7 separate regions of the Mus musculus genome follow, and regions 1, 2, 3, 4, 6 and 7 are each linked to region 5. A link is a contact called in public HiChIP or PLAC-seq and promoter capture Hi-C data. All regions are on one chromosome and are shown on one strand. The core of a region is the stretch at or near the end of the contact, and the rest is flanking DNA. Distances in the headings are between cores, read along the strand shown.

Evidence for each region. Promoter capture Hi-C pulls out the DNA fragments that hold promoters and counts their contacts. HiChIP or PLAC-seq counts read pairs in DNA pulled down with a chosen protein or histone mark.
Region 1: an H3K4me3 HiChIP or PLAC-seq map of forebrain shows a contact between it and region 5, with 5 times the contacts expected there. The contact joins the enhancer-like site here to the promoter of Tnk2 in region 5. A contact is called at or near these places in 4 of 39 promoter capture datasets (cranial neural crest, hippocampal neurons, pre-B cells and 1 more), 5 of 115 datasets of contacts at active chromatin or transcription factors (the 230-238 cell line, effector CD8 T cells, embryonic forebrain and 2 more) and 2 of 9 other capture datasets (adipose tissue and embryonic stem cells).
Region 2: an HNF4G HiChIP or PLAC-seq map of pancreatic cancer cells shows a contact between it and region 5. The contact joins the promoter of Wdr53 here to the promoter of Tnk2 in region 5. A contact is called at or near these places in 23 of 39 promoter capture datasets (the 3T3-L1 cell line, 3T3-L1-derived adipocytes, the C10 cell line and 17 more), 2 of 15 datasets of contacts at CTCF or cohesin (the NIH/3T3 cell line and large pre-B cells) and 9 of 115 datasets of contacts at active chromatin or transcription factors (the SCID.adh cell line, effector CD8 T cells, embryonic fibroblasts and 5 more).
Region 3: a contact with region 5 is called in an HNF4G HiChIP or PLAC-seq map of pancreatic cancer cells. The contact joins the promoter of Rpl35a here to the promoter of Tnk2 in region 5. A contact is called at or near these places in 1 of 39 promoter capture datasets (hippocampal neurons), 1 of 484 Hi-C or Micro-C datasets (embryonic stem cells), 4 of 115 datasets of contacts at active chromatin or transcription factors (effector CD8 T cells, embryonic stem cells and pancreatic cancer cells) and 1 of 9 other capture datasets (adipose tissue).
Region 4: an H3K4me3 HiChIP or PLAC-seq map of pro-B cells shows a contact between it and region 5, with 2.9 times the contacts expected there. The contact joins the promoter of Bex6 here to the promoter of Tnk2 in region 5. A contact is called at or near these places in 3 of 39 promoter capture datasets (HPC-7-derived erythroid cells, cranial neural crest and hippocampal neurons), 3 of 115 datasets of contacts at active chromatin or transcription factors (the 230-238 cell line, effector CD8 T cells and pro-B cells) and 1 of 9 other capture datasets (adipose tissue).
Region 6: a contact with region 5 is called in a FOXA1 HiChIP or PLAC-seq map of pancreatic cancer cells. The contact joins the promoter of Lrch3 here to the promoter of Tnk2 in region 5. A contact is called at or near these places in 1 of 39 promoter capture datasets (erythroid cells), 3 of 484 Hi-C or Micro-C datasets (embryonic stem cells and nephron progenitors), 2 of 115 datasets of contacts at active chromatin or transcription factors (effector CD8 T cells and pancreatic cancer cells) and 1 of 9 other capture datasets (pancreatic islet).
Region 7: a contact with region 5 is called in a promoter capture Hi-C map of pre-B cells, with 4 times the contacts expected there. The contact joins the promoter of Ubxn7 here to the promoter of Tnk2 in region 5. A contact is called at or near these places in 8 of 39 promoter capture datasets (the 3T3-L1 cell line, 3T3-L1-derived adipocytes, cranial neural crest and 4 more), 2 of 484 Hi-C or Micro-C datasets (embryonic stem cells and erythroblasts), 4 of 115 datasets of contacts at active chromatin or transcription factors (acute myeloid leukemia, astrocytes, effector CD8 T cells and 1 more) and 2 of 9 other capture datasets (liver and pancreatic islet).

The regions. Positions count from the first base shown.
Region 1 is chr16:32,152,932-32,156,592 of GRCm38.p6, reverse strand. All of the region lies in intron 1 of Nrros (negative regulator of reactive oxygen species), which reads left to right. Among named protein-coding and RNA genes, the nearest start is that of Nrros, 11 kb to the left of the region's middle. Within about 2 kb of position 1,867, at least 37 of the 459 cell types and tissues checked have an H3K27ac peak or open chromatin away from gene starts, as enhancers often do. A contact at or near this core is called in forebrain and hippocampal neurons, where this site is marked.
Region 2 is chr16:32,245,604-32,249,504 of GRCm38.p6, reverse strand. It overlaps Wdr53 (WD repeat domain 53), which reads right to left and starts at 2,278. Exons shown (of 3, transcript NM_001185162.1): 1 at 2,238-2,278. It overlaps Fbxo45 (F-box protein 45), which reads left to right and starts at 2,480. Exons shown (of 3, transcript NM_173439.2): 1 at 2,480-3,011. The coding sequence starts at 2,694.
Region 3 is chr16:33,054,979-33,058,358 of GRCm38.p6, reverse strand. Rpl35a (ribosomal protein L35A) reads right to left here and starts at 1,906. Exons shown (of 5, transcript NM_001130485.1): 1 at 1,849-1,906; 2 at 1,181-1,223; 3 at 817-969. The coding sequence starts at 1,191. It overlaps Iqcg (IQ motif containing G), which reads left to right and starts at 2,173. Exons shown (of 11, transcript NM_178378.3): 1 at 2,173-2,208.
Region 4 is chr16:32,177,821-32,181,717 of GRCm38.p6, reverse strand. It overlaps Bex6 (brain expressed family member 6), which reads right to left and starts at 1,918. Exons shown (of 3, transcript NM_001033539.2): 1 at 1,817-1,918.
Region 5 is chr16:32,642,347-32,646,168 of GRCm38.p6, reverse strand. It overlaps Tnk2 (tyrosine kinase, non-receptor, 2), which reads right to left and starts at 1,526. Exons shown (of 16, transcript NM_016788.3): 1 at 1,061-1,526.
Region 6 is chr16:32,911,874-32,915,416 of GRCm38.p6, reverse strand. Lrch3 (leucine-rich repeats and calponin homology (CH) domain containing 3) reads right to left here and starts at 1,317. Exons shown (of 21, transcript NM_001081255.1): 1 at 1,014-1,317. The coding sequence starts at 1,275.
Region 7 is chr16:32,330,843-32,334,323 of GRCm38.p6, reverse strand. Ubxn7 (UBX domain protein 7) reads right to left here and starts at 2,072. Exons shown (of 11, transcript NM_177633.4): 1 at 1,964-2,072. The coding sequence starts at 2,036.

The DNA.
Region 1 (3,661 bases), core at 618-3,117, 490 kb after region 5:
CAGAGTTGTGATCCTTTGGCCTCTGCCTCCCAAGCTGGCTGGATTACATTCATCACCACTGGTTCTACCTGTTTATCGAATACTGCTTCAAGGCCATTTCATTTACATCGTTAGATATCAGAAAGGAAGCAGAATAGTCCCAGCACTCGGGAGGCGGAGGCAGACGGATCTCTGAGTTCGAGGCCAGCCTGGTCTACAAAGTGAGTTCCAGGACAGCCAGAGCTACACAGAGAAACCCTGTCTCGAAACGAATAAACAAGAAGAAGAGGAAGAGGAGGAGGAGGAAGAGGAGGAGGAGGAGGAGGAGGAGAAGGAGGAGGAGGAGGAGGAGAAGAAGAGGAAGAGGAAGAGGAAGAGGAAGAGGAAGAAGAAGAAGAAGAAGAAGAAGAAGAAGAAGAAGAAGAAGAAGAAGAAGAAGAAGAAGAAGAAAAAAAAAGAAAGCAGAGGTCACCTAGAGTGTTTCAAATGGGAAATGTCATGCAGGAGATTGTCAGAAAATCATGGAAGAGGCTAAGAAGCCAAACAGTAGCCCCTTGGCTCCTTGGCCATGCAGAAATCTGTACCCTCGGTAGGAGGGAGGAAGGGAGGATGGTGGTCCCAGAGTCTGGGGTCACCAGCAAAGGCTCAAGGGGAGAGGGAAGGGAGAGATATTTTGGATTCTCCACTCTCCTGCCCCCTAACCTCCCAGCAGTGCTCCCAGTACGAAAACATACGGTGGGGAACAAGCAGAGCCTTCCGAGCTTGTCGCACGAGGCGGAGCATGGCCAGCTGAGGCCATCATCATTCTGACGATAGATAGCTGTTCACCAGCCTGCAGTGTGCCCACGGATCATCCCTTTCTTCTCTTTAAAAAATATATTTTTAGTTACATGCATGTGGTGGGTATAAACACATACATGAGTGTGTGTGTGTGTGTGTGTGTGTGTGTGTGTGGTACCCCGTGAGGCCAGAAGTGTTGGCTTTTCTGGAGCTGGATTTATAGGAGGTTGTAAGCCACATGACATAAGTACTGGTAATCAAACTCAGGTCCTCTGCAAATGCAGTGAGCTCAATTAACTGCTGAGCCGTCTCTCCAGCCACTTTCCTTGATTGTTAATATAGACCTTTAGATCCAGCCTTCCTAGATAGATGTTCTGAATTTAATTGGTATAGCCATGCAGTCATCCCTCTAGATGTTCACTCTGCTGTCTTTTTTTCTGTACCACACAGAGTTGATACATAAGAACAGCAGTCACCCAAGCTGCTAGGTGCTGTTTGGAGCTCATAAATAATAATTAGGTTATTAGCGGCTTTCATGGTTAATGAAGCACTTTTGCATATACCATCCTCGGCGGCACTCATAAAAGTCCGTGAGTGGATATCATTGCTCCTGTTTTGCAGGAGGACTATCCAAGTCTTGGAGACTTCACACCCATGATGGAGAGTGGAGACAGAATTTAAACTCTGGACTGTCAGGTTCCAAACTCTATCGTCTTTCTATGACATTCTGTTACTTAATGCCAGATGTTGCCCTTACAGGCATGGTGAGATTTATTCCTGTATGTATGTTGGTGTGTGTGTGTGTGTGTATGTATGTATGTATGTATGTATGTATGTATGTATTCTGGGCTAGTTGGCTGGGTTTAAGAGGAAAGAACACATTTAAATTTTGTAAACATTTTGGTGTTTCACAAATTAAAATTACGCTTGTGGGTGTAATTCTCTAGCACACCAGTCTGAAGCATTGTGCAGCCCTGGAAAGCTGCACTCTTGGCCTGCTGTACACATCGAGATTTAGTTTGTCAGTATTCAGGGTACAGCAGCACGTAGCAGCCCACGCATGACAGGAAGTGGAGAAGATTTACTGTGCTGACAATTCCCGTTTCCCTATCTCTCCTCTCTGTGAGCCGCAGGACGTTCAGTGAGATGAGAACGTGAGCGAGCAATTCTTTAGCGTCCTTGGCATTTTCTAAGTTTGGCAACCTTCTCTCAGGATGGGCGGGGATCCCAAAGTTTCAGGGGCGCTTGTATGTGTGTGTGGGAGGGTGCCGGGAGGACAGTGAGGACAGGAGTCCAGATGGCTCTGCATATGCCATCTGTGCCCTGTGCTGCAAATGTGCAGAAATGGAAAGAAGGCCCTGGGCGGGATTCCCAGAGGCTAGCAGGACTGATCCCAGATTGTTTCTGTGGCATCGGGAGCTGACCTGGCCTTCAGTGATTTCTGATAGTCTATTTTTTGCTGGTGGAGCATTCATATCTGTCCAGGATGTTAAATCACCCTTTGGGATGGGTACACATGCTAGAAGAAAAGCAAAGAGGTGGGAGGCAAAGGTGGCCTGTGTGTGTCAGTGCAAGGTCTGTAAGTGTCATGGAAGGTGAGGAGGTTCTTGTTAGCAGGGAGAGACTGAAGAGCTGCCCTGTGGTTCTTCCTGGTGAGGATGGGGCAGATGGACCTGGACCAGGCACTTGATGAAGCTAAAGGAGGTCAGGAATGCCCCAAGGCTGTTAGGTCTCACACTTGGAGGGTTGTCCAAGCAATTACATCTATGGGGGCGGGGTAGGGGGGAATCCCCCAGTTTCCCACTATGGAGCTCAGAGAGGGAGACCTGGACTGCTCTCAGCCCTTGATACTCAGACCATTTGGAATCCTGGATAGACCAGTATCATCCCTGGATCCTTATTCCCCTGGAATTTGTGAAGACGGTGCTGTTACCTCTTCATTGGAGACTTCTGTTATTAGATGTATCATTTCAAGCCTTCCCAGGACTGTTGTTCACACACAGACAAGAGAGCTACAGCTGCACTTCAGAATTTTTTTGATCCATCCAAAGATTGCTTTTTCATTTTCTCAAGTTTTTTTTTTCTTATCCAAGTGAAAACATGCACTTTTTTTGGTGGTGGAGGTGGGGAAGGGCCATATTTAAAAGAGCTAACCGATGTGATAGACATATTTCTGAAATCCGTCTTCTTTGTCTCTACCTCTGCCTCCTCCTCCTCCTCTTTTTTTCAAGACAGGTTTTCTCTGTGTAGTCCTGGATGTCTAGAAACTCACTTTGTAGACCAGGCTGGCCTCAAACTTAGAGATCTGCCTGCCTCTGCCTCCAGAGTGCTAGGATTAAAGGTGTGTGCCACCACTACCTGGCTTGAAAGCCTTCTTTCAGCAAGATAATTAATATATTTATGAGTCCAGAAGCTACAGTTAGTATTTCTATCCGAGTTTCTCCTTCTTTTGTCTATTCATTCATTCACTCATTCATTCATTCATTCACTCATTTGTTATTCGACGCGTTCTCACGACCGGCCAGGAAGAACACCACAGACCAGAATCTTCTGCGGCAAAGCTTTATTCTTACATCTTCAGGAAAAGAGAGCAAGAAGCAAGAGAGCAAGAAGCAAGAGAGAGAGAAAAGCAAGAGAGAGAGAAAAACGAAACCCCTTCTATTTTAAAGAGAACAACCATTGCCTAGGGCGCATCACTCCCTGATTGGCTGCAGCCCATGGCCGAGCTGACGTTCACGGGAAAAACAGAGTACAAGTAGTCGTAAATACCCTTGGCTCATGCGCAGATTATTTGTTTACCAACTTAGAACACAGGATGTCAGCGCCATCTTGTGACGGCGAATGTGGGGGCGGCTTCCCACAGTTCCCCCTTTTTCTTTTAATAAGAGCAAATAGGCCACCC
Region 2 (3,901 bases), core at 1,029-3,528, 400 kb after region 5:
CTCTAGCTGGGTGATGACATGCCAATAAGTTATGGGAATAACTGGGGTAAACACATAACAGAATGAAGCTAGGCAGTGGGGCATGCCTTTTAATCCTAGCTCTCAGGAGACAGAGGCAGGCGGATATTTGTGAGTTCAAGATCAGCCTAGTCTACATATCAAGGTCCAAGTGACTTAGGGCTACACAGAAAAATCCAGTCTTGAAAAACAAGCACCCCACCCCACCCCCCAAACCAAAACAGAGATCGCAGAATGATATCACTAGATATTTCAGAGACTTGTCTTAAGAAAGGCAAGATAGGGGCTGGAGAATGGCTCAGCGGTTAAGAGCACTGACTGCTCTTCCAGAGGTCCTGAGTTCAAATCCCACAACCACATGGTGGCTCACAACCATCCATGAGATCTGATGCCCTCTTCTGGGGTTTCTGAAGACAGCTACAGTGTACTTACATATAATAAATAAGTAATTAAATAAATCTTAAAAAAAAAACAAAAAAAAATGAGCAAAAAAAAAAAGGTAAGATAAAGGATAAAGTATTTGATAACTGGATTATCTCTACCTTTATGTTTTTTTTTCAGTGTTTTTTTCAGCCATACCTTTATTCATTAATTTCTACTATCTATATGTACAAGCCTGGGGGATAGGGGAGAAAGCGAGTGTGATCAGAAACTGTCTGAATCTGTCTTCTTGCCCAGTTTGGTCCCAGCCTCATGGCTCATGTGATCCTCTCACCTGAGGCTCCTAAGTAGCTGGAGCTATAGACTCTTTGTACCATGGTGCTCTGCCTATGCCTTTCAATCTAACCATTCTCTATAGTTCTTTACTTTCTTTTCAGAGCCACAAAATTTAAAGGAAATGTAACTGTCATTCAGACAAAATTTGGTTCAACATTCAGGAGCCATGAAGAGAGAGGCCATTATTATAATGTGTGAGTCAACGCTCCTTCATAGCTTTGGACTAAAGTTAGTCCTGATGTGGAGAAACTAAGTGACAACCAAAACAACCAGAAGACTGTGGCATTAGCATGACCACAACAGACAAGAATTTGGGTTACTTGGTGCAAGACATCTTGAGGAAGGGATTAGCAAATCATAAGCATGTAATTATACCAGGGTAGGGAAGCAGCTGCTGTTCATTTGTTTTTACTAAAAACCAGGAAGTTAATTACACATAGGTGGATCTCAGGCAAGGTTTACTACATAAAAATTGCATGACACTGGACTTGATGCCTGAGTCTGTGAGCCCTATTATTATAATAATCACTTCATAGAGCTGCGTTGAGAATTATATATAAAAAAAAGTCAGATTAAAAGATCTCATCTATGCCTGGCTCACACTGTAGTTCTTTTACTTTATTTTATGTGTATAGCATGTATGTGTGTACAGCTCAGTCATTCCCGAAGCCAGAAGAGGGTTTGGCTCCCCTTGAACTTAAGCTACAACTCAGGTTAAGCCTTGAGCACCCATATGGGTGCTAGGAACGAACCTAGGTCCTCTACAAGAGCAGAAAGTGCTCTTAACTGCTCAGCCATCACTCCAGTCTCTATTATTCTTTTTCTAAATGCTCTTTAAAATAGCATAACTAAATAATGCTAGGTTCTTTTCCTCCCAGGAAATCATCTTTATGTTTCCACCTTACCTCATTCTAGGGATTAACAAATTACCAAACAAAACAAAACAAAAAAACCCAACAACAACACGTTTTTCTTAATCTTTTTACTACTACTTTTTACTGAACACACTATATTTTGTCCAAAAAGATTGTGACACTTAGTATTCAAATGACACTTTGAGATTACCTACACTTGTTTATTTAATCTCAAATATAATAAAACCTGCGTATTTACGAGGGTTGCTCAGGTTTAGCCACCTTACTTTGAGAATGGGTTCTGGTGAGTCCCCTACGGCGCTAGCCAGGAAAAGAAGATGTCAATTTCTCAAGGTAAAAAAAAATAAAATATAATAAAATGGATCTAACCTGACCACGACAAGAGGTCCTCAACTGCGCAAAGGGAAAGGAAATTGATCCAAGCGACCTGAAGGTGAAGGATCTAAGAATTGGCTAGCAAAAAAGGGAAGTGTCGTGAACAAAGTTAGAGAGGGAGCAGAAACCAAGTGAGACGGGAAACTCCGTAGGAAGAGAGGCCAAGGAGAGCCGAGTCAAGGCCATTAGAGGAAAAACAGAAAAAAAGCACTTGCGAACAGATCCGAACCCCGCTGGCCAACAGCCTCATACCTGGGCTTCCCGTTCCCGGTGGCGCCGAGCGATGACCTCACACGCAGCATCCAATCCCATCAAGCTTTAGGGAGCGAGGCGCCTCTGCCGAACAGTCACTTCCGGGCAGAGAGGCGCGGCGGGCGAGCTGGGCGTGCGCCCTTGCTTCTTGCCCTCAACTCGCATGGCGGATCCCGGGGCGCGTCGCGGGCAGGCCGGGCGAGGCGGGCGGTTCCGGCGCCCGCGCTGAGCGGCTCCGAGGGGCGGGAACCCGAGCGGCTCGCGCCATCTGCCCTCAGTGAGGCGGGGCGCGCAGCGGACGCCCCGGGGCAGGGGCGGGAGCGGTGGAGGCGCGAGCGGCTGGCGCTGAAAGGGGCGGTGAGCGAGCCGCTCGCGGCTGTAGGCGAGGCTTGGCCTCCCGCGCCGAGACGGGGCGAAGCGGCGGCGGCGGCGGCCCTCGGGCCGGCTGGTGAGGCGATGGCGGCGCCGGGCCCGGGGGCTGGGGCAGCCTCGGGCGGCGCTAGTGGTGGCGGCGCCGGTGCCGGCGGCGGCGCCAGCGCGGGCTCGGGGTCCTCCGGGGTCGGCGGCCGGTTGCCCAGCCGGGTGCTGGAGTTGGTGTTCTCCTACCTGGAGCTGTCCGAGCTGCGGAGCTGCGCCCTGGTTTGCAAGCACTGGTACCGCTGCCTCCACGGCGACGAGAACAGCGAGGTGTGGCGGAGCCTGTGCGCCCGCAGCCTAGCAGAAGAGGCTCTGCGCACGGACATCCTCTGCAACCTGCCCAGCTACAAGGCCAAGGTGAGGGAATCCCGGGGCCACGTCGAAGCTCGGCTCCTCTCCCGCCCGCCGCTCTCGGGGTTTATCTTCAAAGCTTGAGTCAGAGGTTTCACCTCAGCATCCCGCCTTCCCACGGCTTCAGCCAGTCAGGACCACTCTCACCCCTCCTCTCCATAACGATCTTTTCTTTGGATTGAAGTTCTGCTTCGTAATCCACCTCACTTTTTAAAATACTAGGTGGTTTCCCATCATTCATTTTCAGCAGTCTTTCTACTTTCGACAGTCTTTGCTCTTAAAGACAGATCACCAGCCGATACTCATGAGCATGTATTTTTTCTGGCCTCCAAGTAGACTTAAGGCATTAGTTCGTCGATGTCGCTTTAAAATAGGTCTAGTTGCTGGGATCTTTTGCGTTCACTACCCCTTTTCCTAGCTCTGATTAACAAGAACATTATTTTCACCCACGTTCTCTTAGGGCCACAATATTTCACGATTCCAAGTGATGATAAGACTAGGCATCCTGCTAATTAACTTGTAAGAAAGAGACTTTACTATTACTTCCTCTCATTGGCACCATATAACTCATCACACTGCCTTGTCCTGCTGTGATTGATAACTTTTTCATAGTTCTACTCAGGTGATGGCTCTTCTGGCATCTAATATGTTGATTCCTGTTTTGCTGGTTTTGTTGTTGTTGTTGTTCTCGCTTCTTGTGCTTTCATAACAAAATTAAAATGCTAACAAACAGGTCATGGCAAGACCAAGTATTCTCCAGCCCAAACAAACAAACAAAAGGCCTTGGGTTAAGCTCACATAGATAGATGGTAGCTCTTCAGGAGAGCAGTCATCAAAGGCATATGAAGCCGGTGTGATGGTGCATTCCTTTAATCCCTGCACGCCACAGGCAGGTG
Region 3 (3,380 bases), core at 657-3,156, 410 kb before region 5:
TGAGGTCTCAACCAGGCTGAGCCTCAGCTACAGACCTCACTCAGGTCTGCCTCCTGAATGCTGGGACTAAGGGCATGCAGGACTCACACACATACGCATGCCCTGACAGTGCACACAAGGGCCAATTTCTGTATGGCCTTATGTTCAATTCCCAGTAGGAAAAGAGGGACCAGAGAACCAATATAGAACCCAGCTTAAAACAAGCACACAAGCGCGCGCGCGCGCGCGCGCGCGCGCACGCACACATACACACAAATATCCAGGTCCAGGGAATCTGGCACCCTCACAGCTATACAAACAAGCAAACACCAATGCACATAAAAAATTAACTAATTTTTCAACTAGTTTTTCCAAATGTAACCTCAATTGTTCTAAGTCAGGGTGCAATAGACTGTTTGTTCACAGAGCAGAGCAGAATCACCTAACTCAATATAGATGTGGGAGCAAATAAATTGTACAATAACAAGAACAATCTATTCTAGTAATTGTCATTTTTAGTAACTAAAACAAATCAAGATACATTGAAAAGTACTATATAAACCCTTTCAAAGGAAAATGAAAGGTACTAAGAGCTGTAATCTTTGTTTTTAACCATGTTAGGGACTTAACACAGGGAACTTCTACACTTGTACTACGAACCAATGGTGCCTATATAGTCCATACCACCGACAAAAAGATCCCTCTCTAATTTCCTCTAAGCTCTTCACGTGTCTAGGAAGACTCAACCACACCAATTTCTCACTAACACCCCTACCTTTTCAGTAGAAAAAACGAGATTAGTCAACCAAAAATTAAAAGGCATGGGAGCATACTTACTTTTTTGCCTTATACACATAAGCACATCTCTTGCCTAAGTAGAACTCCGTTTCATCTCGGGCATAAACGCCTTCAATTTTAAGAAGAGCCGTGTGCTCTCTTTGGTTCCGGAGACCTCGCTTGTAGCCAGCAAAAATGGCCTTGCACCACAGCCTAAGACAACGTTAAGAAAGACATGATGACTACCCCGTTACAACTTTTCATGTATCTTTTAGCAAGCCACCATGATTTGCTTTGTAGCAATTCCTACTCCAGCTATCTACAGCAGACCTCTCGTTCCCCTCCCGCATTACACTGAACTTTAGCTTCGCGTTTAATAGAACGAAACAGAAATGGAGAAAACGACTATTGTGAGATCGCGTACCTTCCAGACATACTTGCTGTTAGAAGTCCTGTTCCCAGCAGGCCTGAAAAACAAAACCGAGAGCTCAACCGAGAGTCATGCAGCACGCATCCCACCTGTCACTATTTCCCGGCGCGAGAGATGGCTTCAGTCGGCGTCCCAAGGATGGGGACCTCTTACCTACGCCCTGCCCCCTATAGAGGCAGAGCCTGGCAAAATACTCAGGGCTCCGACAACCAATGACAACGAACGACTCGGAATCGTGGGCAAAGGCCGGGTGGGAAGGCGACTCACCCGAGACTTAACTTCTCAAACCCCAAAAGGAACCCGGAGGCGAGCTCATGCCTCCATCAGTACAGAAAGCAGCTAACACAGGCGAGATCCGGCTCTGTGCGGGGAACCCAGCTCCCAGGGACCACCGCTCCCCGGGCCAGTAAGACCGGGGGAAATGCACCCATTCTCTCCTCCCGAGCCGGAGATCGACCGAGACCAGCGAGCTCTCCTCCCCCGGCCGGGGCCTCCACACCATCAGCCCGTCATCGCCTCCATCCCGCCCTCCATCCTCCTGGAATCCCCAGAAACCTCTGGCGGTCGGGTTCTCCGAGACGCCAGGTTGTCTCGGTGAGGGATGAAACTAAACGCACCCCAGCAATCGGGCCCCAAAGCTCAGCAGCAGGAACCCCCCTCACCTCCACAGGCGCCAAGATGGCGGAAAGAGGAAGGCAAGCCCCGCCGCGCGGCCTTGTGGGACGCACGCCCCGCCCCTCTCCGCGCTTAGGCCGCTCACACTGCGCCAGAAAGCAAAGGTCAGAGACAGAGAGAGAGGCTCGACTCAGCCAAGCCGCGCTCAAGAACTTTAAATTCTTTCCCTCCTGCCCTTTCGTCTTTGTAAGCGGCAACACGTATTATTTAGGAACAAGGAAAGGCAAAATCGTAGTCGACTAAGAAAGAATCAGGGGTCCTACTTAAAAAAAAAAAAGAGCTTGCGCGACGCGTTGCCATAGCTACCGATTAGTTTGGTTCCCGCCTCCAGCTGGGCTGGTAGAGAGGTAAGGAAAAGTTAAGTGTTTTCTCCTCTTCCTAGAATGGAGACTGGGATCCTACCATATAGGAGAGAAAAACCTGGAGCATGAAGGCAGGAGTTTCTCTTGATTTGTTCTTTTATTTTTTCCCATCTTTAATTTAACAAACAGGGTGTGGTAGCCGTTGCCCGTTAACCTCAGCATTTATTCCGGAGACTGAGGTAGGAGGATCACATCACAAATTCGAGGCTAGGCTAAGTTACATAGCAAGGCCCCATCTTAACAGCAACAAACATCCATGAGGCAAACCGCGGTCCCGGTGCTTGCTTGTAACCCCAGTATTCTAGCTGTGCGAGCAGGTGAATAGGACTTAAAAGACCATCCTCTGCTACATAGGGAGTGCCAGTCAGCCTGAGCTACATGAGACCCCATCTGAAAAAAAGGGAGACGATGTGAGGAAGTGAGAGATAGAAGATATCCTTCCATCCTTTCCCTGACTTGTCGGATGCAGATAAATTTTTTAAAATTCATTTATTTATTATATGTAAGTACACTATATCTGTCTTCAGACACTCCAGAAGAGGGAGCTAGATCTCGTTATGGCTCCATGTGGTTGCTGGGATTTGAACTCTGAACCTTCGGAAGAGCAGTCAGGTGCTCTTACCCACTGAGCCATCTCACCAGCCCACAGATAAATTTAATAGACTCAGATTTACAGTTCCTAACTTGTGCATTAATTAAGGCGAACTGATGGATCCATTCATTTAATCAGAGAGTAATTTATTGAATGACTACCACTACCAAGAATGCTGTAGGCTTGTAGGGCACCAGAGTAAACAGACTAAAACGTCTGCCCTCTTGCAGCCTACATGAGGGAGCAAGGATGGCATGTTGGCTCTGGTGTCTGTAATCCTTGCACTTAGAAGGTTGAAGTATGAAGATTGCTCTGTTTTAGGTCAGTAAGAGGTACATTATGTGTACACAGATATCCTGAGCTACAGAGTAAGAAATCTCATCCTTGCTCCCTCACTCCTCGCAAAAAAAAAAAAAAAAAAAAAACAAGACAACAAGCAGATTAGACATGTGGTATGTTAAAAGGTCAAGACTTCCTTTCTTTTCCTTTTTTTTTTTTTTTTTTTTTTTTTTTTTTTTTTTTTTTTTTGGTTTTTCAAGACAGGGTTTCTCTGTATAACCCTGGC
Region 4 (3,897 bases), core at 669-3,168, 460 kb after region 5:
AAACTCCACAGTTCAGCCAGGTTGGCCAGAGGGCCGGAGATCCGGCTCTGCCTTTCTTGCACCAGAATTACCGCTCCACAGTGCCTTGCTTTCATTTGGGTATCAGGGATCTGAACAGAGACCTCACGCCTGCACAGCAAACGCTCTTACTGAGCCACCTGCCCAGTCCTCACTCTGTCCTTTTAATGGTGAGCTGTTATCCTATCGAGTGCACATACAATTGGCCCTGTGTGTTTAAGGATTCCGCATCCACAGATTCAACCACTCATGGATGGAAAAAATATTTTTGGGTTTTTTTTTGTTTGTTTGTTTTGTTTTTTTGTTTTTCGAGACAGGGTTTCTCTGTGTAGCCCTGGCTGTCCTGGAACTCACTCTGTAGACCAGGCTGGCCTCGAAATCAGAAATCCGCCTGCCTCTGCCTCCTGAGTGTTGGGATTAAAGGCGTGCACCACCACACCCGGCTATTTTTGTTATTTTTATAAACATTTAATTATGAGGCCAGGGCTCACCAGGGCTCACCAGGTAAAAACATTTACTGCACAATCCTGATGACCTCCGCTTGATCCCTGGAACCCAAGTAAATTGGGAGGAGAGAACAGACTTTGCAGAGTCTTCTGACCTCCACACTTATGCTTTGGCATACATACTGTTCCCAGCACACACACACACACACACACACACACACACACACACACAGACACACACAGACACACACACAGACACACACAGACACACACAGACACACACAGACACACACACACACAGACACACACAGACACACACAGACACACACACAGACACACACAGACACACACACACACACACACAGACACACACAGACACACACACAGACACACACAGACACACACAGACACACATACACACACACACACACCACATACAGAGACACTAATAAAATAAAAGCACAGACACACAATCCCTAAAAATTTTTTTTAATTAAAAATATTTTAATTAAAAAATAGCATACAAAGTAATGGGTGCCATTGTGACCCTGTGTAATTGTGACATTGTTTATATAATTAATTACGATACTATATGTGTGTAATTGTGACACTGTGTTGTAATTGTGACACTGTGAATGAGTGTAATTGCGACATTGTGTGTATGTTACTGTGACATTGAGTGTGTAATTATGACACTGTATGTAATTGTCATGCTGTATATGCAATTGTGACATTGCGTGTATGTGATTGTGATATTGAGTGTGTGTGTAACTGTGACATTGTGTGTGTGTGTAATTGTACTTGGTTCTTATCCACCCCTTGTCACCTATGCCTTGTCTTTGTCCTCTTCTCCAAGAGTCTGGCTGCTTTCATGTCACAGATTTTTCTATCACCCTCTTTTGTCCCCTCCCCCATCTTGCATTCCCCTTTATGCTTTCAAGCTACACACACACACACACACACACACACACACACAAATTTAAGTTGAGAGTCCACATATGCATGAGCATGTGATATTTGACTTTCTGAGTCTGAATTATTTCACTTAACATAGCAATATTTCATTCAGTCCATTCCTTGTGCAAAATGCTATAATTTTGTTCTTTATTGCTCAACAGACTTCCATTGTGTGTATATCACTTTTAAAAATTGCCTCACCTGGGCTGGAGAGATGGCTCAGTGGTTAAGAGCACTGACTGCTCTTGTGAAGGTCCTGAGTTCAAATCCCAGCAACCACATGGTGACTCACAGCCATCCATAATGGAATCTGATGTCCTCTTCTGGTGTGTCTGAAGTCAGTTACAGTGTACTTAGATATACTAAATAAATCTTTAAAAAAAAAATTGTCTCACCTGTTGAACCTCCAAGCTGACTGCATATCTTGGCTATTGTCGGTATGGCATCAGTAAGCATGAACCGACAAGTGTCTCTGGGGTAAGTGTGTGGATTTAGATTCCTTTGGCTGTAAACTCAGAAGTGGTATAGCTGGGTAGTGGTATAACTGGTAGTTCTATTTTTAGATTTTTTTTTTTTGAGGAAACACCACATTGGTCTCCACAGAGGCTGCACCAGTTTACATCCCCACTAGCTCTGTCTAAAGGTTCCTCCTTCCCCAAGCCCTTACTAACATGGGCACATGCCTATAACAGCAGCACTTGGAAGGTACAGGCTAGAAGACTGCTCAATGTTATGCTCGGCTGTTCGGCAAACTTGAGGCCAGCCTGGGCTATAAGAAGCTGTTTAGCTGGACGGTGGTGGCACACGCCTTTAATCCCAGCACTTGAGAGACAGATGCAGGAGGATCACTGAGTTTGAGGCCAGCCCTGTCTACAGAGTGAGTTTCAGGACAGTCAGGGCTACAAAGGCTACAAGGGCTGAGAAATTCTGTCTCTAACAAAACAAAAACATTTTAGAAAACTGTCCTAAAGCAAAATAAAATAAGAAATTATGTCTGACAAAGTATGATGATACATATTTATGAAAATGCCATTATGAAACATATCATATTGTCTACTAAAGTAAAAAATAATTTAAAAATATACTCACTAAGGTTAGATTCTTTTTCTTGCCACATCCCTAAGAATACAGTGTATTAGGCATAGTACAGAAGTATAAAATAGAACAGTATAGGGTAGTTTTAGAACAGAATAGTATAGAAGTATTAGAATGTTTTAGAAATGATTTAAAGTCCACAGGAGGGGCTGGTGAGTCCGTTCAGTGGGTAGAGGTGTTTGCTGCCAAGCCTGATAATCCAGTTCAAGCCCCGGAATTCAAAGAGTAGGCTATAACTGACTCTTGCAAGTTGTCTTCTGACCTACAAACACATGTCTGTGCACACATAATAAATGCAATTTAAACATCTAAAAACATGTGGGCGCCAGTTCTTTCCTTCTACCATACTGGCCACCACAGCACCATTTTCTAAGAGGAACTTGACCTTCCGAGGATGCTGATGCCTTGAAGTGAATCATCTGAAGAGGTAGAGGGATGATTGAACAGCCAACAATCATTTGTTTCCATGCACTGAATAAGCACGAATTTCTGTCACCCGGGAATGGAACCTGGCAGGCAGCAGAGAACTGGGCAGAGCACAGAGTTTATGTGTGGTTTCTTAGTGGGCAAAGCTTTCCAGGGTGGTCTGGAATCCGAGGGATTATGTAGCCTGATCTTTGGGGCAAGCTCAGGGATTGGTGGGATGTTTTTCTTGTTAGGGCAGGGCCTGCCCTCTCTCCGGCTTTGGTACTGGGAATGATTGCAGTTTCAAAATGATGGTCTGGGGGTGATGGGTGGGGTGGGGGTGGTTGTCTGGCCAATTTCTAGCCTTAAGTTACATCTGTTTTAGCCTTTCCTGCCTGGCTTCTGGGGTTCCTCAGGTGGGGCCTGGCCACTTGGAAACATTGAGGGTTTACAAAGGATACAAACTTTACAAAGGGAGTCCGTCCATGGCTAGGAAAGCCTTTCCTGCTGCCTTAGTGGCCAGCTCCCAACTGTGAACTTAGTTTTGTTGTTACTTATAACTGTAATTTTGATACTGTTGTGAATTGTAATGCAAAAATCTTGTGTTTTCCAACAGTCTTAGGCAACCCCTCTGAAAGAGTTTCCCCCAAAGGCTCTAGGAAGAAGCTGAGGCTGGGGACCATTCAGCTTCTCCTCAAACTAGGCATCTTGTTTTGAGAGTTCTCCGCTAGGATCTGGGCGATTGTAGCCATCCAGCGATTGCAGTTGTCAGATGTCCAGATTCTGGACGAATCAGAGAGCATCTTATGCTAGTGGAGATAGCTTGAGTAGTGTGGGAATGATCACTATACACTTGGGGCAAGTGTAGGAGAGGCATCTGTGAACTCCTCAAGAAAGCAACGAGAAAGACTGATAGAAGAGTCTTAGAGGAACTTGGGAAGGAGAGGGGACCGAGAAGTTGGGGCATAGGGGTTGG
Region 5 (3,822 bases), core at 277-2,776:
AGCCACCACTACCCCTTCTTCTGCCCCCACAGGAGAACCCTATCTCCACCCAGGTCTGTTCAGAACCCGGGTATGGGAGTCCATCTGACTCATAGGCACACGGTAGGCTAGGGCAGAGATATTCCTGGTGAAGGCTCTGAGACAGTAACTCTGGATCCATCCCACAGGTGGGCTGGAAGTGCAAGAACTTTTGACACGGCTAGGGAAATAAAGACAGAGGCTGTAAGCTGTCAACCAAGACCACCTGAACCAGGAAAGAGGTGGGTTCATATGCCAACAAGAAATCAAATCTACCCATTGGCCTGCAGGCTCCACCTCTAGGCGGCGCCAAGAAGGAGCCACGGTCGCGGGGAGGTGAGGAGGTCTTAATAGGATACCACAGGCTTCTCTATTTGCCAGCTTCTAGAGTGAGGTCAAGGCATGGGTAGCAGCCGCTGGTACAACCTCCCTTCCCATTCCATTCAGAAATGAAGACCTCACCAGTTGCTCTCTGCAGTTCTACCCATCCTTGGCTTTGGGCCCACAGCATAATCAACCGTGACAAAACCGTGTGGCAAGGCGCAGGCCAGGCTCGTGCCCAAGTCACTACTGGCTGCCACACTCACGTGATCAACAGGACTACAAGATAAGGCACAGCGGCTAATGCAACACTATCCATTTTCCCTTTCGGGAGGACTTGAGGCCGGTGATGCAGGTTGCACAACAGCTTGCACAGAGACACACCTACCTCCACCAGCAGATAGGTGAAGGGGATGACTTAGTCCCTGGGGCTATCCTGCCTTCTCTTCCCTCTGCCTATACCAGGCAGCCACTCAAATGGTTCCACATCCAGTCTAGACTTGAAAGCGGTGACTACTCCACTACAGCAGCTGCTACTTACAATTATATGTGGTGGGTGCTTGCGTGTGTGTGTGCGCGTGCGTGCGTACGTGTGTGTATGTGTGTGTTCGTGAGGGGTGATGCCCAGGTTGGTCAACTAGAGAGGACAAGGGATGTTTGGAACCCATTCTCCGATGCTTCTAATCATATCAACTCCGATAACAATATTGGCCATCCGTACCTGAGTTTCCAGCTGTCCCCAGGCAGACACTGCTTCGAGGATGCTCAGACTTGAGGTAGCAGAAAGGATCTTGCAGGCCAGTGCCTACCCTCCAGCAATATCTTCCAAAGGTCAGGTTCACAGCGCTCTTCTGCTCCCCAATCCCCTACATCTTCCTGCATTACTCTTGGCACTAGAGCAACCCTGATGCCAGCAAGGAAGGCAGCTTGCCGATTACCACCTCCTTCGCCGTCTGCGCCTGCGGGTCCTGTGTCCCTCTTGGAATCCCTCTCCCCCTGAGGACCCTTTACCGTTCAGATACGTCTCCTGAACAGCCCACACTACCTGGCCCTCTTGCACCCCGGGCAGCCAATTTGCTTCCTGCACCCCCAGGCGCCCCTCTCCTTCAGGCCCTCGGGGCCCTACAGGCCTGGCTCTCCCCAGCAGCTCGAGTCTGTCCCCACTCGCTAGGGATGCTCCAAGGACCACCGCCTCCCCGCCCAGATGCCTGCAGCTCTCCCAGCTGCGCTCGTCCGAACTTTCGAGCTCCTCCGTGCGCGGGCAGGGGCCGTGAGCCAACTCGGGCAGCTCCTCTGGCTGCCGCAGAAGCCTGCGTGGGCTGCCCTCCCCGCGCTCCTGCACCCCGGCACGGGCCTCGCCGCGCTCCTGCACTGCGGGGCCGCCTCCCCCCTTCTCCTGCTGCTGCCTGCGGGGCCCCAGGCCCTCCTCCTGCGCCACCGGCCCGCCGGCCGAACCCGTCCAGCGCGCCCGGCGCCTCCAGTCCGCGGCGTCGGGCGGCCCCCACACCACCCCCAGACTAGGCTCGTGACCGCGGCCGCCCCGCTCCTGCACCCCCAGCCCCACGCCGCCCTCCTCCTGCACGGCCGGACCCACCCCGCCCTGCTCCTCCACGCCGAGCTTCAGCCCGCGAAGAAGCTGCGGGCCCCAGCTGAGCCGCCCGACGCGCGCCGGCTGCTGCTCCGGCAGCGCGGGGCTCAGCCCGCCGCGCTCCTCCTGCGCCCCCCGCCGCCGACCCCCCGCGCCCGCCGCGCCGCGCACGCGCCTGCCCCCCAGAGGCCGCGCGCTCCCGCCCCTCCAGATGGTGCTGCCCTGCGCGCCCCCGCCCCGCGGCTTCCGCCTCGGCCCCAAGCGGGCCCGGCGTCCCGCCCTCGCCGCCCACACTCGACCTCGGCCACCCCGGCGCCGCGCCGCAGGTGCTGCGGCCCCGCGAGCCGGCGGCCCTCCAGCCGGGTTCTCAGAGCCCGCGCGCGCCTGCGCCGCCCTAGGGGGTGGGGCCCGCTGGGGTCGCTCCGCCTTCTTAAAGGGCCCTGGTCCATACACACACACACACACACACACACACACACTCAAAAAAAAAAAAAATGAAGTTCAAAATTAGGAGGTTTCATCGATTAATAAATTCAAGTGAGAACAAGTCCTGGAATAAGAGTCTGAATTTAGCCAGTACTTGGGAGGTAGAGCAGACAGATTTCTGAGTTCGAGGCCAGCCTGGTCTTCAAAGTGAGTTCCAGGACAGCCAGGGATACCCAGAGAAACCCTGTCTCACAGCCAGGGATACACAGAGAAACCCTGTCTCGGAAAAAAAAAAAAAAAAAAAAAAAAAAAAGTTACAGGAGCTCACCCCAGGCAGTCAAGGTCAAATGTAACATAGCTTAGCTAGAGAAAGGAAAGGAAGGAAGGAAGGAAGGAAGGAAGGAAGGAAGAAAGAAAGAAAGAAAGAAAGAAAGAAAGAAAGAAAGAAAGAAAGGAAGGAAGGAAGGGAATAAGAAAGAAGGAAGAGAGAGAGAAGAAGAAGAAGAAGAAGAAGAAGAAGAAGAAGAAGAAGAAGAAGAAGAAGAAGAAGAAGAAGAAGAAAGAAAGAAAGAAAGAAAGAAAGAAAGAAAGAAAGAAAGAAAGAAAGAAAGAAAGAAAGAAAGAAAGATAGGAAGAAAGGAAAAGATGCTGGCCCTGGATGAGGAAGACTTCTTTCTGCTCATTTACCACACCAGACTTATAAAAGCTCCTTTTTGTCAGATGGAGGCACACATCTTTAATCCCAGCACTGGGGAAGCAGAGGCGGGCAGATTTCTGAGGTCCAGGCCAGCCTGGTCTACAAAGTGAGTTCCAGGACAGCCAGGGCTACACAGAGAGACCCTGTCTCTAATTAATCAATTAATTGATTAATAAGAGTGCTTTTGTGTTTTGTGCACTTAGTCATCTTGGGGGACAGTAGCCCCTCCACTCGTCTCCTGGGGGTAAACATTTTAATAAACTTGATTTTTTTCCCCCCTTCAACCCTTGACTTCTGAGTCTCGTTGGGACCAAAGGTTGTGGCCAGAGGGGTGAGCAGATAGGACGGCCACATAAGCCACCCAGAGCCTAAGCTTGGCAGATTTGGGTCACGGTGGCTTGCTCTGTAAGGTGAGCAGAGAAACGTGCTGAATCACTTCATACAGCCCATTCTCTTGCCTGGGAGCAGAGGAGTGAATATTCTGCATCGCAGCTCGCCCTTGAGTGAGAGGGGCACAGGGGGAAAAAAGGGTTCAGTGCACCAACCTCCCTTGTACTGTTTGCCTCAGTAACGACAGTGGCTAAGATTCACAGAGTCTGTGCGCGTGCGTGCGTGCGTGGCTTTACGCTCTCCTTGTTCTCCTGTCACCCTGTCACCCGTAGCAATAGCACACACACACACACACACACATTCACAGTCTCAGTGTACAGCGATAGGACTGAAGCCTTGAGAGACTAAATGGCTCTTTCCAGAATCTCCAAGTCGCCAGTCG
Region 6 (3,543 bases), core at 68-2,567, 270 kb before region 5:
CACTGAGCAATCTTACCAGCTCTATTTATTTTTTCAACATTAGTGAAATATGTAATAATTACCAATCTTTGATGACTACACAAGCCTAAGAAAAAGTATTAACTCTCACATTTTAAAATCAAGCAGAATGAGGATGAAACAATGTATATGACATAAACACAAAACATTTAAACTACTTCTGAGGGGACCCCTCCCCTTATGTAAAACAAAAGGACTCAATTCTTAATCTACTCCCGGAGGAAGCTATATTTAAAACACAAGAGGAACACATTATATAGTATGTTGAATACCTCAGTTACCATACATTGTTTCCCACAACTAAGGAAACCAAATAATACTTAATCCCCATTCTCTTTCCTGTCTTAAACAATATAAGGCGCAGAAATGTTTTTAAAGGGAAAAGCAAATATAGATGTGGTAGACAATATCCTACTTCTTTTCATGTTTTCTTAGGCGGCGGTAAGAATGGAAGACGAAAGTCCTGAGCACCTAAAGATGGCCTATTTTTACAAGTACTTTTCGGTAAATCAGACGGAGGCGGAGAAATAAGCTGTTCCCAGTGTTAGAGTCCACATTACACACACATACTCGCACACACTAGGGAAAACGCCAGAGCGGACCTGGATCCTTTGACAATGCAGCACCCAGCGTCACCCATACTACGATGGAAGAACGTGCTTGCCACGCTCCAACTCTTAGCAAAGTCAATTCGGCATCCCAAATGCAAAGTGGTCTGCAGACACCGGGGCGAGGCAAAAAGTCTACGGGGCGGGCACTGATGCCGAGATTTCTGAGAGCGATTCAAGAAAGATCACCCGTCAACTGCCTCTCGCCGGCAGCGGAGATGCTGCTGCGCGCTGCCGCACCCCAGGCTCCGGGTCTGGCCAGGCCGGGAGGGTGCGCGGTACCGCCAGCGGTCCCCGTTACCCGGGGAGCCTCGGGCCGGTCGCCACACACCCCCTGCCCCCCACTCCACGGGTCCCGGGTAGCAGGGATGCCCGCGCCCCGCTCACCGGCCCGGGTGGTGTCCGTCAGGTCATGGTTGGCCGCTCCCCGGGGAAACTCCCTCAGTTTCCGGCCGCTCAGGCTCAGCACCCCGGTGACCGCCGCCTCTTCCAGGGCTCGGTCGACCGAGCGGCTCCAAGAGCCCGGGCCAGGACCAGGGCCCAACCCAGGGCTCGGCCCACAGGTCGCACCGGAGAGGTTTCCCCCGGACGCCACAGGGCCAGAGTACTCCGCAGCCGCTACCACAGCCACCAAGCCCGCGGCCGCCATTTCCCAGCCGACAACTCTCCGGCCCGGCTCTGCGCATGCGCCACGCGATCCGCTGGGTGGGCGGGGAAAGGGGCTCGCGGACCGGGGACAGCTCTCCCGGACGCGCTGGGCGCAACAAGCCGCCTGCCCCGCCCACAAGCAGGTTTTCCAGGGAAACCGAACCGACTTCGCAGAGCTGGAGCAGCCCGGTACCCTGGGCTCCCTAAAAGGCCACTACAAAAACCAAAACCCGTCCTTAACAGCGCTCCAACTCTCAGTGGTGGATTACATTAAACGGCAAAGATTCCTTAGCCCTGTTGCTGCCAGAAACTTGGGCACTTAGAGGGGACTCCCTGAGATAAGCCCAAAATTGTCTCTCAGCTTGTCACCATACCGCCAGATGATCTGAACTGGAATTTGTGGATATACTATTAGTTCTTGAACGGGAAAACAAACATACCGTGTGAGCAGATTCGGCTACAAAGTCCCTAATTCTTGTTGAAATTGTTATGTATTTTAGATTTGTTGTTGTTGTTTTGTTTGTTTGTTTTTTGTTTTTCGAGACAGGGTTTCTCTGTATAGCTCTGGCTGTCCTGGAACTCACTTTGTAGACCAGGCTGGCTTCGAACTCTTTTTATGAAAGAGCTCTTAATGAAACCAAACGTCTTAAATACTGTGGCTGTTTGCGCAGATTTTATCACTAGCTAGAGCAGAACGAATAATATTTACATCTAACATTGAAATCTGGCTATGTAATAAATGTTGGGATTAAATTTAGAACCGAAAGACCAAAACCGGAAACCATTCAAGTAATGAAAACTACCACTCACATTTAAATAAAACCCCACCCTCCCAGTCCTGCAGTCTCTTATTTTTCCAAATCTGTTTTAAATTCAAGCCATTCCTAATATGTGATGCAAATATCACTCACCAAATTTACTTTGCTGTACAGAATTCGAGGGCCTGTCAGATAAAGTCTCTTTTCTAAAGAATTAGCTAATTTTATTTTGGAACCCAAGGAGGCCAGTTACAATAAGAAAACAGCAATTGGGCTGAGTAGAGTGCACGGCAAAGCAGTCCCTCTAGAGCAAGAACGAGTGAGGTGGGTCGGGCAGTGGTGGCACACGCCTTTAATTCCAGCACATGGGAGGCAGAGGCAGGTGGATTTCTGAGTTCGAGGACAGCCTGGTCTACAGAGTGAGTTCCAGGACAGCCAGGGCTACACAGAGAAACCCTGTCTTGAAAACAAAACCCCACCCCACCCCCAAAAAAAAGAACGAGTGAGGTTTTTGAATAAAACCTGAAGTTACAAAATAGGATGACAGAGAGCAAAATTCCAAGTATGATTTTGATGCATGTGAGCACATTAAGACACAGATGAGAAAAATCTATCACAGAGCACAAAAGAAAATATGAGGTGTGAGAAGCTGCTCATCACTCAAAGCCCAACTTCAGGGAAGCCCCCAAAAAGCACTTTCCTGAGTTCAAGAAATTGTAAAAATGTTTCAGTAATAAAGTTGATTAGTAACAGTTGCTCCAAGACCTGCTCTATCAGCCCTTTTGTCTTGTTTTGTTTGAGATAAGAGTCCCAATGTTGCCCAAGCTGACTTTGACCTTCCAACCCCTGAGAACACAAAACAAGTAATAGTTGATGCCATGTCTGGCTCTCAGCAATTTGACATTCTAGTTTCTTTTGCAACAAGTCCCACAATAAATTATTAATGTCTACTAATGAGCCCCTTCATGGTAATGGGTAGTCTTTGTCAAGTAATGTATACCCAATATATGTATTTTCTGATCTTTCTGAACATTTCTAATTCTTTGAAAGATACTAAGCTAGCCAGGAGCATGTTGTAATCCTAGTACTTGAGAGGTTGAGGCAGGATGATACAGGCCAGCCTAGATACAAAGGGATACCTGTCTTTAAAAAAAAAAAAAAAAAAAAAAAAAAAAGATTAAGTTGGGCTGGCAAGATGGTCATGGGGGAAAAATCTTACCATACAAACTCAACAACCTAAGTTCAATCCACTGAGCCCGTGGTAAATGGGGAGAACTGACTACTCCCTACCCTCCGTGCCCACTCAAGACATTACACCCACAAGCACACTATATAATTTTACCTGAATTGCCAGATGTACCTTTTCAAAAGCACTAATGTCCTATTACTTTATATTTGCATCAATTCCCACAAGTTCTTAGCCATATGGCCTCTTTTCCTATTGACATGAACACTCCACTACAATCTCAGCATGGTATTCCTAGTCCTGAACTGTCCAGATGTGTAAACTG
Region 7 (3,481 bases), core at 823-3,322, 310 kb after region 5:
GTCCTGAGTATATATTTTGAAAATGTTGCATAAGAAATAATGTGAGAGCTGGGCATGGTGGCACGCCTTAATCCCAGCACTCGGGAGGCAGAGGCAGGCAGATTTCTGAGTTTGAGGCCAGCCTGGATTTCAAAGTGAGTTCCAGGACAGCCAGGGCTATACAGAGAAACCCTGTCTCAAAAAAACCAAAAAAGAAAAAAGAAAAGAAAAGAAAAAAAAAAAAAAGAAGAAGAAGAAGAAATAATGTGAGATTAAAACAATTGAGTTTCCAATTCACAGATGAAAATAAAGTAATAGTAACTTGCCCAAAAATCCTAAGGTTAAATAGTAAGACCTTAAACTATATTTATAAAATCCAAAGAAAGATTAATATTTCTCTGTGTGACTCACTAGATTTTTTTTTTTTTTTTAGGCAAGCAATGTAGCAGTATTAACTTGTATACACAGAAATCTAGTTTCTTTCCATAATGTTGGTTTGGTAAGGCACTGGGAAATCCACATGTTATTATAAATAAAATAACCCCACCACAAAGCTTAACAACATTTCAGTTATCTTACTTTTCACCTCAATTTTATTACAAATCTTGTTTTACCAGCTTTGACATATTTCATGTGACAAGACAGAAAACAACGCATCAGCCACTTAATTATCGTTGCCGAACAAAAAATAAAACTAGCTTCAATTATAAAACTGCAAATAGCATGTATTGGTTAAAATAAAGATCTTACACGTCAGACTCAAGAACACAAACTAGAAAAAAAGAACACAAACTAGAAATATTCTCCGCATCAAACAAATTATTATCAAAGAAAGGATAGTCCTGTTGAGAGGGGGAACTAACTTTCTGACCTCTTTTCAAAATGACAAACTAGAACAGCAAAATCACACTCAGGCACATGGAGTACTGTTCTCTCAAATCACTCCACAGAGAACTTCATCATTTGCTCCGCCCTCTAATAACTCATGCAAAAAAAGTTCAGCACCATCGGAGAGAAACAAGACATAGCGCATTCACAGAATGGCTTAAAGTCTTTCCTCCCGGCGGGTAAGAGAACCTGCGTTTGCCCTTCGTCGGGGTCCGAAGGGAAAGAGAAACCTAGGCCTAAGGTTTCACGGATACTGACACCTAGAAACAGATTTCTCTGCAAGAAGTTTCTGCCGCCATCCCCATTTTATCAGCAAAGACTCGGGCGCCATCGTCTCGATGTTTGGTTTTATTATGAGGAGGTGGGAAAGGCCACCCAGGATTACTTTAGGCCTCACACACACACTAAGCTCAGGGTTCCCCCCCCCCCTATTCCTATGTGAAACCCTCGGTCCCTAAGGTGCCCCTCCGCACCCCTTGTTCCCGGCGGCAAGTCCCCCGGGATGTGTGAAGGCGCAGCAGAACCCACCCGCCTCACCGTTAAAGCGAGACGGCCCTCACACGGCAGGGCCACCGCCAAGGCTCCGGGGGGGCCCAGCGAGGGGAAGGGTAGGCCGGGGCCGAGGGACAGGGACGATGACCTGGCCGGGAAGAGAGGATGGCATGGGGGGAACGGACTGCACCGCCTGGTCCGCGGGCAGCACGATACCGAGAGGAGGTGATGAGGGAGGAAGAGGGCGGTGGCCCGGGTGCGGCCCCCTACTCCTCCGGCCCGCAGGTCCCGGGCCCCTGGCACCGCGGGCTCGGCCCATCCCCTGTACTGGACCGGCTGGGGGCGTGGGGGGCCTGTCTGGGAATAAGGGGAGACCGAATCCAGGGACTGAGGGGCACGCGCGGGGTGGGGGCGGGGGAAACCTGCCTCCCGCCTGAACCGCAGACCCCGGCCGCCGCCGCCGTCGTCGCCTGTGCCTCAGGAGAGGGCAGGAGCTGAGGGGAGAGCCCGAGTGAGGAATGCACCAAGGTGAGGCGAAGCCCGGGACAGCCCCGACAGCCTCCCCGTAGCCGACTCTTCACCTTCCCGTAACCGCGTCTCTTACCGGTGATGGCGGTGAACTGCTGGATTAACCCCTTCAGCGCCGACGACGCCGCGGAGCCCCCGTGGGCAGCCATCTTACCGCCGCCGCCGCCGCCGCGGAACAACAACACAGACACACACGGGGCTCCCTCCCCCACTCCGCGGCGTGCTGTGCGCAGGCGCACTGGCAGGCCCGAAGCTCCGCCCTCTCCCTGTCTGTGCGCGTTTTGCGCAGGCGTACTCTCCGCGAGCCGCCGCTTTGGTTTGAAGCCTGTGCTGCTGGCTGGTAGCTATTCTTTGAAACATTTGGTGCCTTCTCTGAATTCCGGAGATATCCTCCTAAGTACCGCATTGAATCCCAACATCCCAAAGAATCTTCAGACCTGAAATACCAAACTCTTGATGAAACGCTCAGGGTTTCACATAAAGTAGGTATTTTGTTTGGTTTTATGTGACGTTTCTTAAATTCTAAAGTGTAAGTTAATAGCTTAGTAAAAAATGAACCAGTCTATAGTAGACTTTAGTAAATGATTGTTCGCTCTGTTTTTCTTCAACAAATGTCTCAGTATATCTCCCCCCAGGCTCATTCTTACTTTCTAAAGATATTAAATCGGGAGGTTTTTTGGGGGGGGAGTTGTTTTTTATCCTTAAACAAAGATATATGCAGATACAGTAAATAAAATAAAGAGAACACTGGAAAGTGGTCCTGAAAACACCGATAATAGTTACAACTAAAAAAGAACTTGATGAGCCGGGCAGTGGTGGCACATTCCTTTAATCCCAGCACTTGGGAGACTGAGGCAGGCGGATTTCTGAGTTTGAGGCCAGCTTGGTCTACAGAATGACAAGGACAGCCAGGGCTACACAGAAAAACTCTGTCTCGAAAAAAAAACATGATGAAAGGGGCATTAGGAGGGCTGATGAGATGACTCGGCAGTTGAGAGCACTGACTGCTCTTCCCAAGGTCCTCAGTTCAAATCCCAGCAACTACATGGTGGCTCACAACCATCCGTAATGAGGTCTGATGCCCTTTTCTAGAATGTCTGAAGACAGCTACAGTGTACTTACATTTAAATAAATAAATCTTTAAAAAAACAAAAGAAAGAAAAAAGAAAGGGGCATTTAGCTTAGTTTTCATACTTTATTTTTAAATAAGGTAATAGTGTGTAACTTGCACAATTCTAAATACTTATTGCATTGCTGGTGTGTCAACTTGACACAAGCTAGAGTCGTGAGAGAAAAAGGAGCCTCAGGGGAGGAAAAGCCTCCATGAGATCCAGCTGTATTTTCTCAGTGAGTGACCAGTGAAAGTGGGCCCGCCTATGGGCGGTGCCATGCCTGGACTGGTGGTCCCTGCTTTTATAAGCAAGCAGGCTAGCACACCATGGGAAGCAAACCAGTTAACAGCACCCCTCCATGGCCTCTACCTCAGCTCCTGCCTCCAGGTTCCTGCCCTGTTTTTTCAGTGGTTAACAGCAATGTAGAAGTATAAGCCAAATAAACCCTTTCCTCCCCAACTTGCTTTATGGCCAAGGTGTTT